Regions from separate parts of the Mus musculus genome. Here region 1 is linked to region 2. Evidence: chromatin contacts called from public Micro-C data. All regions are on one chromosome and are shown on one strand. Each heading gives the region's core, a stretch centred on a gene start, on an enhancer-like site or on the middle of the called end of the contact. The rest is flanking DNA. Distances are from core to core; before and after follow the strand shown.

The links. A called contact is a pair of places that touch in the nucleus more often than the background predicts.
Region 1: a contact with region 2 is called in a Micro-C map of granulosa cells, with 2.0 times the contacts expected there. The contact joins two enhancer-like sites. A contact is called at or near these places in 3 of 39 promoter capture datasets (the C10 cell line, hippocampal neurons and macrophages), 35 of 484 Hi-C or Micro-C datasets (the AML12 cell line, B cells, CD4 T cells and 26 more), 6 of 115 datasets of contacts at active chromatin or transcription factors (CD8 T cells, astrocytes, bone marrow-derived dendritic cells and 3 more) and 3 of 9 other capture datasets (adipose tissue, liver and pancreatic islet).

Annotation. Positions count from the first base shown.
Region 1 is chr3:32,435,723-32,440,144 of GRCm38.p6, forward strand. Pik3ca (phosphatidylinositol-4,5-bisphosphate 3-kinase catalytic subunit alpha) reads left to right here. Exons shown (of 21, transcript NM_008839.3): 2 at 408-835; 3 at 1,396-1,605; 4 at 2,095-2,345; 5 at 3,982-4,227. The coding sequence starts at 484. Among named protein-coding and RNA genes, the nearest start is that of Pik3ca, 41 kb to the left of the region's middle. Within about 2 kb of position 2,324, at least 20 of the 459 cell types and tissues checked have an H3K27ac peak or open chromatin away from gene starts, as enhancers often do. A contact at or near this core is called in granulosa cells, where this site is marked.
Region 2 is chr3:32,331,765-32,335,920 of GRCm38.p6, forward strand. It overlaps Zmat3 (zinc finger matrin type 3), which reads right to left. Exons shown (of 6, transcript NM_009517.2): 6 at 3,028-4,156. Among named protein-coding and RNA genes, the nearest start is that of Gm42201, 7.5 kb to the left of the region's middle. Within about 2 kb of position 1,862, at least 30 of the 459 cell types and tissues checked have an H3K27ac peak or open chromatin away from gene starts, as enhancers often do. A contact at or near this core is called in granulosa cells, where this site is marked.

The DNA of each region.
Region 1 (4,422 bases), core at 1,074-3,573, 100 kb after region 2:
TCCAGGCAAGCCTTGAACCTGCAAATAAATCCCCCTGCCTCAGCCAAAGGAGCTGAGGTTGCAGGCCTGCACCACCAAGCCTGGGGAGATGGTCATTTCTGGTTGAGTTACAGCTTGCTTTTTCATTCTTCCCATTGCTTGTTTTTGTGAGACCCAGCTTAGAAAACCTATTCAATATTTTTAAATTTTCATTAAATCTAATTAAATGCAGGTTATTTTTCTACTGTCTTCTGTAATAAAATCTGTGTAGCCTAGTTTAGAGCAACCATCTAGATTAAAACACATAAGTTATTACTGCTCTGATTAGTCAGACAACAAGTTGTGACCATTTGCACTTCTCAGTGCTGTCGTCAGTGTGTGATCAGCAATTGCTTCTCTCTAACAGGTGGTTTTCTTCTTTTGTTCAGGGCACTGTTTGGAGACAGTCGTGATTCTGACTCCATAAGGCGGTTTTCTATGTAAAGTTTGCAGAGGGTCAGAGCAATGCCTCCACGACCATCTTCGGGTGAACTGTGGGGCATCCACTTGATGCCCCCACGAATCCTAGTGGAATGTTTACTCCCCAATGGAATGATAGTGACTTTAGAATGCCTCCGTGAGGCCACACTCGTCACCATCAAACATGAACTGTTCAGAGAGGCCAGGAAATACCCTCTCCATCAGCTTCTGCAAGACGAAACTTCTTACATTTTCGTAAGTGTCACCCAAGAAGCAGAAAGGGAAGAATTTTTTGATGAAACAAGACGACTTTGTGACCTTCGGCTTTTTCAACCCTTTTTAAAAGTTATTGAACCAGTAGGCAACCGTGAAGAAAAGATCCTCAATCGAGAAATTGGTATGATATAATTTTCAGCTAATTGACACTGTCATTGCTAAACTGCAAATAACTATGATGCCTCCTCTTTATTTTATTCTTAAGATACTTTGAATTATTACCTTTGTAATCTTTGAGTAGATTTCTATTTAAAAATATAAAGTAGGGTTTTTGTTTTTATGGTTTTTTACTACTGAGCTATAGAACTTCGTAACGCTTTGATATCCTGTAGGGTTTTACTTAAGGGAAACAATTAGTAGGAGGACTTAGATTTCTTATTAGCCAAGTTTTATTACTCAGAAAAAGTTGATAAAGGTCCTATCATAATATTAATGGATATATGGACAATGCATATAATTAAAATGCTTGAGGCCAACTCCTTTTTTCTTTTCTTTTTTTCTTTTGGTTTTTCAAGACAGGGTTTCTCTGTGTAGCCTTGGCTGTCCTCTTAAAAATGGATTTATCAAAACATTTTTTTAATTCATAGAAACTTTCTTTTGTGCTTTTCTAAATGTGTGTAGTTCTCCGTTTGTAAAAACCACTTCTGCCCTACATTGTTTATAAACATCCTATTTTTTTAGGTTTTGTTATTGGCATGCCAGTGTGTGAATTTGATATGGTTAAAGATCCAGAAGTCCAAGACTTTCGAAGGAACATTCTGAATGTTTGCAAAGAAGCTGTGGACCTGCGGGATCTCAACTCGCCTCATAGCAGAGCAATGTATGTCTACCCTCCAAATGTCGAGTCTTCCCCAGAACTGCCAAAGCACATCTACAACAAGTTAGATAAAGGTAAGGAGGCGGTCCCCGCAGCGGACCTTGTGTTGCTGTAGCTGTGCTGATTGCTGCACGGTTGCCTTTTGGTAGCTGGATCATGCGCCTAAGACAAGGAAGGGCTCCTGCACCCTGAGAGCTGAGTGTGGAGTAATGACTTCTGGATAGCAGTCACTCCTTCTTACTGACTCACCCCTTGGTAAATGCTTATCTCACTGACACTCAAGAACTGAGTTTAGAATTCACTGTTGCATAGAATACTAACAGAATTAGAGCTGATTCTCCTTTTAAAGTTTAATGTGGCGTTAAGCTCAGCCATGGGTCCTTGTGATCCACTCAAAAAGGAGCCTTGGATGTTGTGTCTTTAGACAGATCTTTACCTCTATTTGGATTAACTAGATATGGTTTCTGGTTGTGCTTAGCGGAACAGTGAACACTTCTCGAAACTTGTCTTCAGAGAAATGAAATAGACACAGCGATGCACCTAACGGTGTTTTTTGGTTACAGGACAAATCATAGTGGTGATTTGGGTAATAGTCTCTCCAAACAACGACAAGCAGAAGTACACTCTGAAGATCAATCATGACTGTGTGCCAGAGCAAGTCATTGCTGAAGCCATCAGGAAAAAGACTCGGAGCATGTTGTTGTCCTCTGAGCAGCTGAAACTCTGTGTCTTAGAATATCAGGGCAAGTATATTCTGAAAGTGTGTGGCTGTGACGAATACTTCCTGGAAAAGTACCCTCTGAGTCAGTACAAGGTGAGTGACGGCACCACACCAGAGCTGCATGGCACAGCGTTCGGATGATGAATATTCATTTTAGGAAGTACCACTTGTAAGCTTATTTTTATTAGTATACTTGAATTTTGCTTAATACTGATAGTGAATGCCAGCCAAGTCTTGTACCACTGAGCTATATTTATGACATATGTGTATTTTATGTGTTGGCTCATATTCACCCCCTTTGGGATGAGTGAATTTCAGCCAGTCCCTTGTCTATTTATGTTTATGTTTAAATAATGCAATTATTTTAGAGTTGGAAGACATAGCAGTTACACTAACCACAAAATACTCATTTCATGACCTACCTGCTCCTACAAAGGATGTGGGGACAACATTAAAATAGAATCTTGGTTTATTACATTTACTACTAACCTTCTTCCTCTCTTTCTCTGGTCACTGAATAAATCCAGCTGAGAAGCAGTGGTAGCATACACACACCAGTTACTGTTTAATAAGAGAGACAGTGGCCTTTAGTTGGTGATAAGTGGGAAAATAGGGAGTTATGATGTATATACAGTAACATAGGCTAAAAATCCATGTGTAGGGGCCAGCAAGATGGCTTAGTGCATAAAGGCACTTGTTACTACCCAGCCTAATAACCTGAGTCACATCCCTGGGACTCATGGTGGAAAGTGAGAGCCAGCTTTGTGAACTCTATGCACTCTCTGTGACATGCATACAAGGACACATGTACACATATGTACTAGGGCTCTCTTAGGCGTGGGAAGATTGAGCAGTTGGTAAAGTGTTTGTGTATAAGTGTGAGGAGGAACTGTATTTGGACCCCAGCACCTCATGAAAGCCAGGCATGGCCGGCAGCCTGTGTCTGAGGATCTCTGAAGCTCTGTGCCCGGTCAGCCTGGCCTTGGGAGCTCCCTATTCAGGAAATGATCCTCTCTCCATGAAGCAGACAGTGACTGAGGAACATGTCTGACCTTGAACTCTGTGCAGAAGTACAGCCTGCTGTTTCAAAAGGGAGACCCACCCGTTTTAACATTTTAAAAAATAACTCTGTTATTCTGAGTCTTGTTACTTATTATTTTTATTGTTTGGGATTTTGTTTGTCTAAGACAGAGTCTTATATACCCCAGGCTGGCTTCAAACTGGTCATGTAGTAGCTAGAAATGACCTTAAGCCTTCATCTTCTTCCAGTCACTTCCCAAGTGCTAGAATTACCAGTGTAGGTAACCATACCAGTTTGTTTATGGGGCTTCATTGTTTCAATTCAGTAAATGTTCCTCAGGAACTACTTGGAGGGAGTAGGGTGGGGTTTGACCCTGAGAAAGGCTTAGCTGTCAGGGTTGACATGCACTGTCAGGCTTACCAAAGGAAGCTGCTTTTCTATTACAGTGATCACTTCTGATACTGTTGTAGTGTTTTGCAGTTTAAGAGTAAAATAATAGTATCAGAAGTTGGCCCTAATTTTTTTATTTTATATAAATATATTCAGAGGTTCTAACTGCATTATAAACAGCTACTATCAAGTGTGGTCTATGTTTAATTTTTAAAACCACCTTTGTAAATCAATGTGTAAATATTCATAATATTCCTACATGCTGTCATAGGAATGAAGTGCCTTATGTGAAGTCCCTCCCTCTGTGATCTCTTACAGTACATAAGAAGCTGTATAATGCTGGGGAGGATGCCCAACTTGATGCTGATGGCCAAAGAAAGCCTATACTCTCAGCTGCCGATTGATAGCTTCACCATGCCGTCATACTCCAGGCGCATCTCCACAGCCACACCCTACATGAATGGAGAGACATCTACGAAATCCCTCTGGGTCATAAATAGTGCGCTCAGAATAAAAATTCTTTGTGCAACCTATGTAAATGTAAATATTCGAGACATTGATAAGGTAAGGCCAATGCTGAGGTTTGCTCTGTGGAAGTCTTTTTGTAATTAGCCTCTGTGGAGCACAGTACAAACTGTTGACCTCTGTAGTTTTTCAAGTGACTAGAAAAACACAAATCTCAGAAAATAGAAACAATTCATGAATTCTGTTTGAGGTATACCTGCCTTCCCTTTCACACAGCTATGGTTCTGTCTATAA
Region 2 (4,156 bases), core at 612-3,111:
GTCGATGGTTTTAGAGCTTTATTGTAGAAAGACAGGGAGAAAGGAGAGAAGGTAGAAAGAGAGAGGCTGGCCATGGCCACGTGGAGAGAGGGGGTAAAGGATAAAGAGAAGGAGGGCTAGAGAATAAGAAAGGTGAGAGCTTAAGAGAGCGAGGAGGGGCCAAGCAGCCCCTCTTATAGTGGGCTGGGCTATCTTGTAGTTGCCAGGTAACTGTAGGGGGGGGAGGGGAGCATACCTGGCTATAGTCAGGTAACTGTGGGGGTGGAGTCTAGCCAGAATGTCAGAAGCTTGGGACATTACCTGACTGGTAGTCACAGAATTATGGACAGGCACCTGATTCTGGGAATGTGGCTCCACTTTCCATCCCTAGTAGATTTCTCTATTGGGTCACCTGAGCAAGCCCTATTCAACCAAAATAGGCTGCCTATCACAGTCCCACAGACTTATATATACCTTCATACACTCATATGCTTAGAACTGTCATTTATAATAGCCAAGGGTAAACAGAAGGAACCAAAATGCCCACTGATGGATGATGGGTAAGCTCTATGTACCTCTACATGCAACGGAGTACTATGAAGGCAATTTTGGCATGTAGTCCAGTGCTGAGAGAACCTTATGCTTAGAGAAGTAAGACGAATAAGGCAGGGAGCGACAGACTTCCCCTGCTGTAAGACTCCTCAGGTAGTCAGCTTCATAAGCTCAGAGGGCAGAATGGTGGCCACCAGGCCCTGGGGAGGGGAAAACGGAAGGTCGTGCTTGATGACGTTTCAGACTGGGCAGATGAGAACCACTGAGGGGCGGGATGGTGGTCATGGCTACACAACAAAGTAAGCGGATCTGATGCCACCTTAAAAATGATTACAGCAACCCATTCTTTTATGCACGAGTTACTCACTTAAGTCCTTAACTTTAAAAGTCAGAATAATTCCCCAAACTAAAAAAATGGGTTATCATGTAAGAGAATACACACTCAAAGGTCAAGCCACACTGCTGGCTGTTTGTCATGACACACTGGTGTCACCAAAAAGGGCAAACAGACCAGCTCCAGAAACTAAAGAACTAGAGTAACTGACAGCTCAAGGGATGGGAAAACAGCTTAAGGGATGGGAAAACAGAGTGAGTTCAGGATCTAGCTTGTCAAAAAGATAAAAGAGAAAGTCATTTTTAAGATACTCCTCTAAATGACCTACAGTACAAAGGAAGGGATGGAAGGAACTCTCGACCAGGCCGGCCTCGAGACAGTGAGCACTGGGCATTAGCACCAGCCTTTTCCAAATGTCCTGTCTCCTGAGCTGCAACTCACTGTACAGAAACTATTCTGCCCCTGCCCCAAACACATCACATTCAGGAAAAGCTTAGAGCTTCAAACTTGGTTTTTATGCTGTCCCAGTGACTCACTCTCACACGCTGTGCCTTTATTTCATTGTTTTTCTCACTTCCCCAGTCTTTTTTTTTTTTTTTTTTTTTTTTGAGGATCTAATTCCTTGCTCCCGGTGTAGAGACTTGCACTTACGATCACTTCATTCTCAGGTCTGTTCTTCTTGTCCACATGCAGCAAAATGTGGAGTGAGGGGGTTGTCTGGTTTGGTTTTTAAATAAAACAGGCATTCTGAAAGAACTGTATTTGTTTAAAATAAAATAGGCATTCGCCACAATAATTACTCTAGCAGCTTTATCAAGGGAAACATTCACCAATAGTTATTGAAGACACTATGTCTGAATTTTCAAATGAACCTATGTTTTGCTGCACTTACCAGTAAAACGCATATCCTCCACATTTTCTTAAACCTAAATCCTGACTTTAAGCTCCTCACAATGGCTAGATGCAAGCTTTGAAGAGTCCACACGGTGGCGCTAAATACCTATGGGCCAAGTCTATAACCCAGTGAACTGTTATGAAAATCAGAGCAAAGGAGCCTCTGGCAAACAAGGATTAGATAATGAAGCTAATATGAAAGCCATCTTGTTCTTGTCTGGAGGGAAGGCTGCCGTCCAAAATACATTTGAAGTTCTAATTACATACCTAAAAACCCAAATGGCAAGCCTAACTTACCAGCTTCTCTCTCTTCCAAAGGCAGGTCTACCTCTGGTCGCAGAGGTAGATTCCAGGGCCAGGTACATTCCAGGGCCAAGTACACATCTCATGTATGTTAGGGGGTTACACGTGTGTTAGACACATTTATATTAAGATTTTTTGTCTCGGTCCTATTAACACTCTCATTGCACTGCAATAAACTGTCTTCATTTCTAAGTTCTCAATAGTTTGAGTATCCCACAAATAGGATAAATTTTTGTGCCCTGAGCTCAAAAGACAAGTCTTAAAGCTCTTCACAAACACTGGGTGCGGCCTTCACACTCTCCTATCAGGTCACCAGTGGCCTGGGAATGTCCGGTGTGGTCTTACAGGCAGCTGTGAGGCATAGGCTGGGGCATGACCTTGGACTGAGGGCCAAGGTCCCCATCTGGGAAAACCTAGAGCAAGGAAACCTGCAAGGCTCCTGGGACTTAGGCACCTCTGATGGCCCTCCTCATCCCATCTTAAAACTTACAACCTACTTTTCAAACAGACATTTAAATTCAAAGCATGATGCATGCACTCCACAGCACTCCAAAGACTCTGTGAGGACTGCATTCCAGTGACTATGTCCATAACCCCATTTCATAGGTGGAATGCCCAAGAGATGAGTGAGCGTCTGCTCTCTGATGTGTTTCTTTCCAGGAGCAGGAGTTGTCATTCTTCTGGGTTCATTCTCTCAGAATTTGAAGAGAACATAAATATCAGAAGGTATCACAAAACAGAATACACCCCGGTCCCAGGTTAGCTGGGAAGGAAGAGTCGGAGGTGGATGGGTAGCTAGGCCAACTCCACAGCAAGTCCTCAAATTCAGTATTCTAAGCCTTGGAAAGCACACAGTAGACCACATACCGCTGTGAACTGGGAGCGCACATCCCACCTGAAGTATGGGGATGACAGCTGGGTGCTAATCACTGATGCTAACTTCCTCCCGACTCAGAACCGAACGCTTTTGAGACAAGACTCAGAAACTGTTTTATTGAACTGAACACAAAAAGCCCGTTACAATGTCATCAAGCCTTTATCAGAAATCAGTACATACATGAGAATACACAGCCAAGATGAGCCAACGTAAGTGGTCTAAGCTTAAATAACATTCAGACTTCTGTATTTATTAGGCTGAAGGAAATAAAAACCAAAAGAGCAATTTCAATTTCACAATTCACAGTTGATTGGTTTGAATCCTGTGACGTCAGTCAGCTCTGTAGCCCCAGAACATAGACTGGCCCACTGCCCGGTGGCCTGCTCAGACACTCAACGGCCAAGTGACAAGTGGGGAGCGTGATATGACACAGCCCCACTTTCCGGTTTGGACTGGCATTTCTTAGCTGCGTTCTTTCTAGTGAAACAGCAAAAGCACATTTTCGGTTTGCCACACTGATCACGTGAAAGGTTCACATTCTCTCGGCTTCCTGCTTCACTTCTAACTTAAGACAATAACTGAATTAAAACGCACCCTTGACACTGAAAGCAAGATCAGCTTTGCTTCTGGATCAAGAGCACATACCCCAGAGAGGACATGTATGTCTCAGCAGACAGCTGGGATGCTTGACAGAGTAGCCTGGCATACCCAATAAGGCATTTCGAAGGCAACACACAAAACCCATGCCAGGTCACTACAGTTGACTGGGGGTGGGGGGTGGGGGGCCACAGGTGAGCAGAGTCAACGTGAGACTTACAAAGTGACACACTGGCTTACAGAACCTTTGGTGGGTGATCAGATACTGAAAGAAGGCAGAACAACGACCAGCCACGTCCAGGAGGGTTTGCTCCCGAGAGGGCTTTGCCCTGCCTAAGACAGTATCGCTCACCCTGACTTATGGAGTCATTTCTTAAAACCAACAAAAAAAGCATCAGGTAGAGAGTGCATGAGAGGGGTCAGTGATGGAGAACACCATTTTCACGAAGGGGTGGGGGGAGGGGGGGTCACGTGACCACTTACGTAGCCAGAGTGGTCATAAAAGCCATTTAAAGACAAAAACAATCAGACAGACCCTGCATGAGTTGGTGCTCAACAGTGCAGTGAGATTTTAGCAATTGCTTTGGACTCAATTAGAACTACAATTTATATAGCTTGGC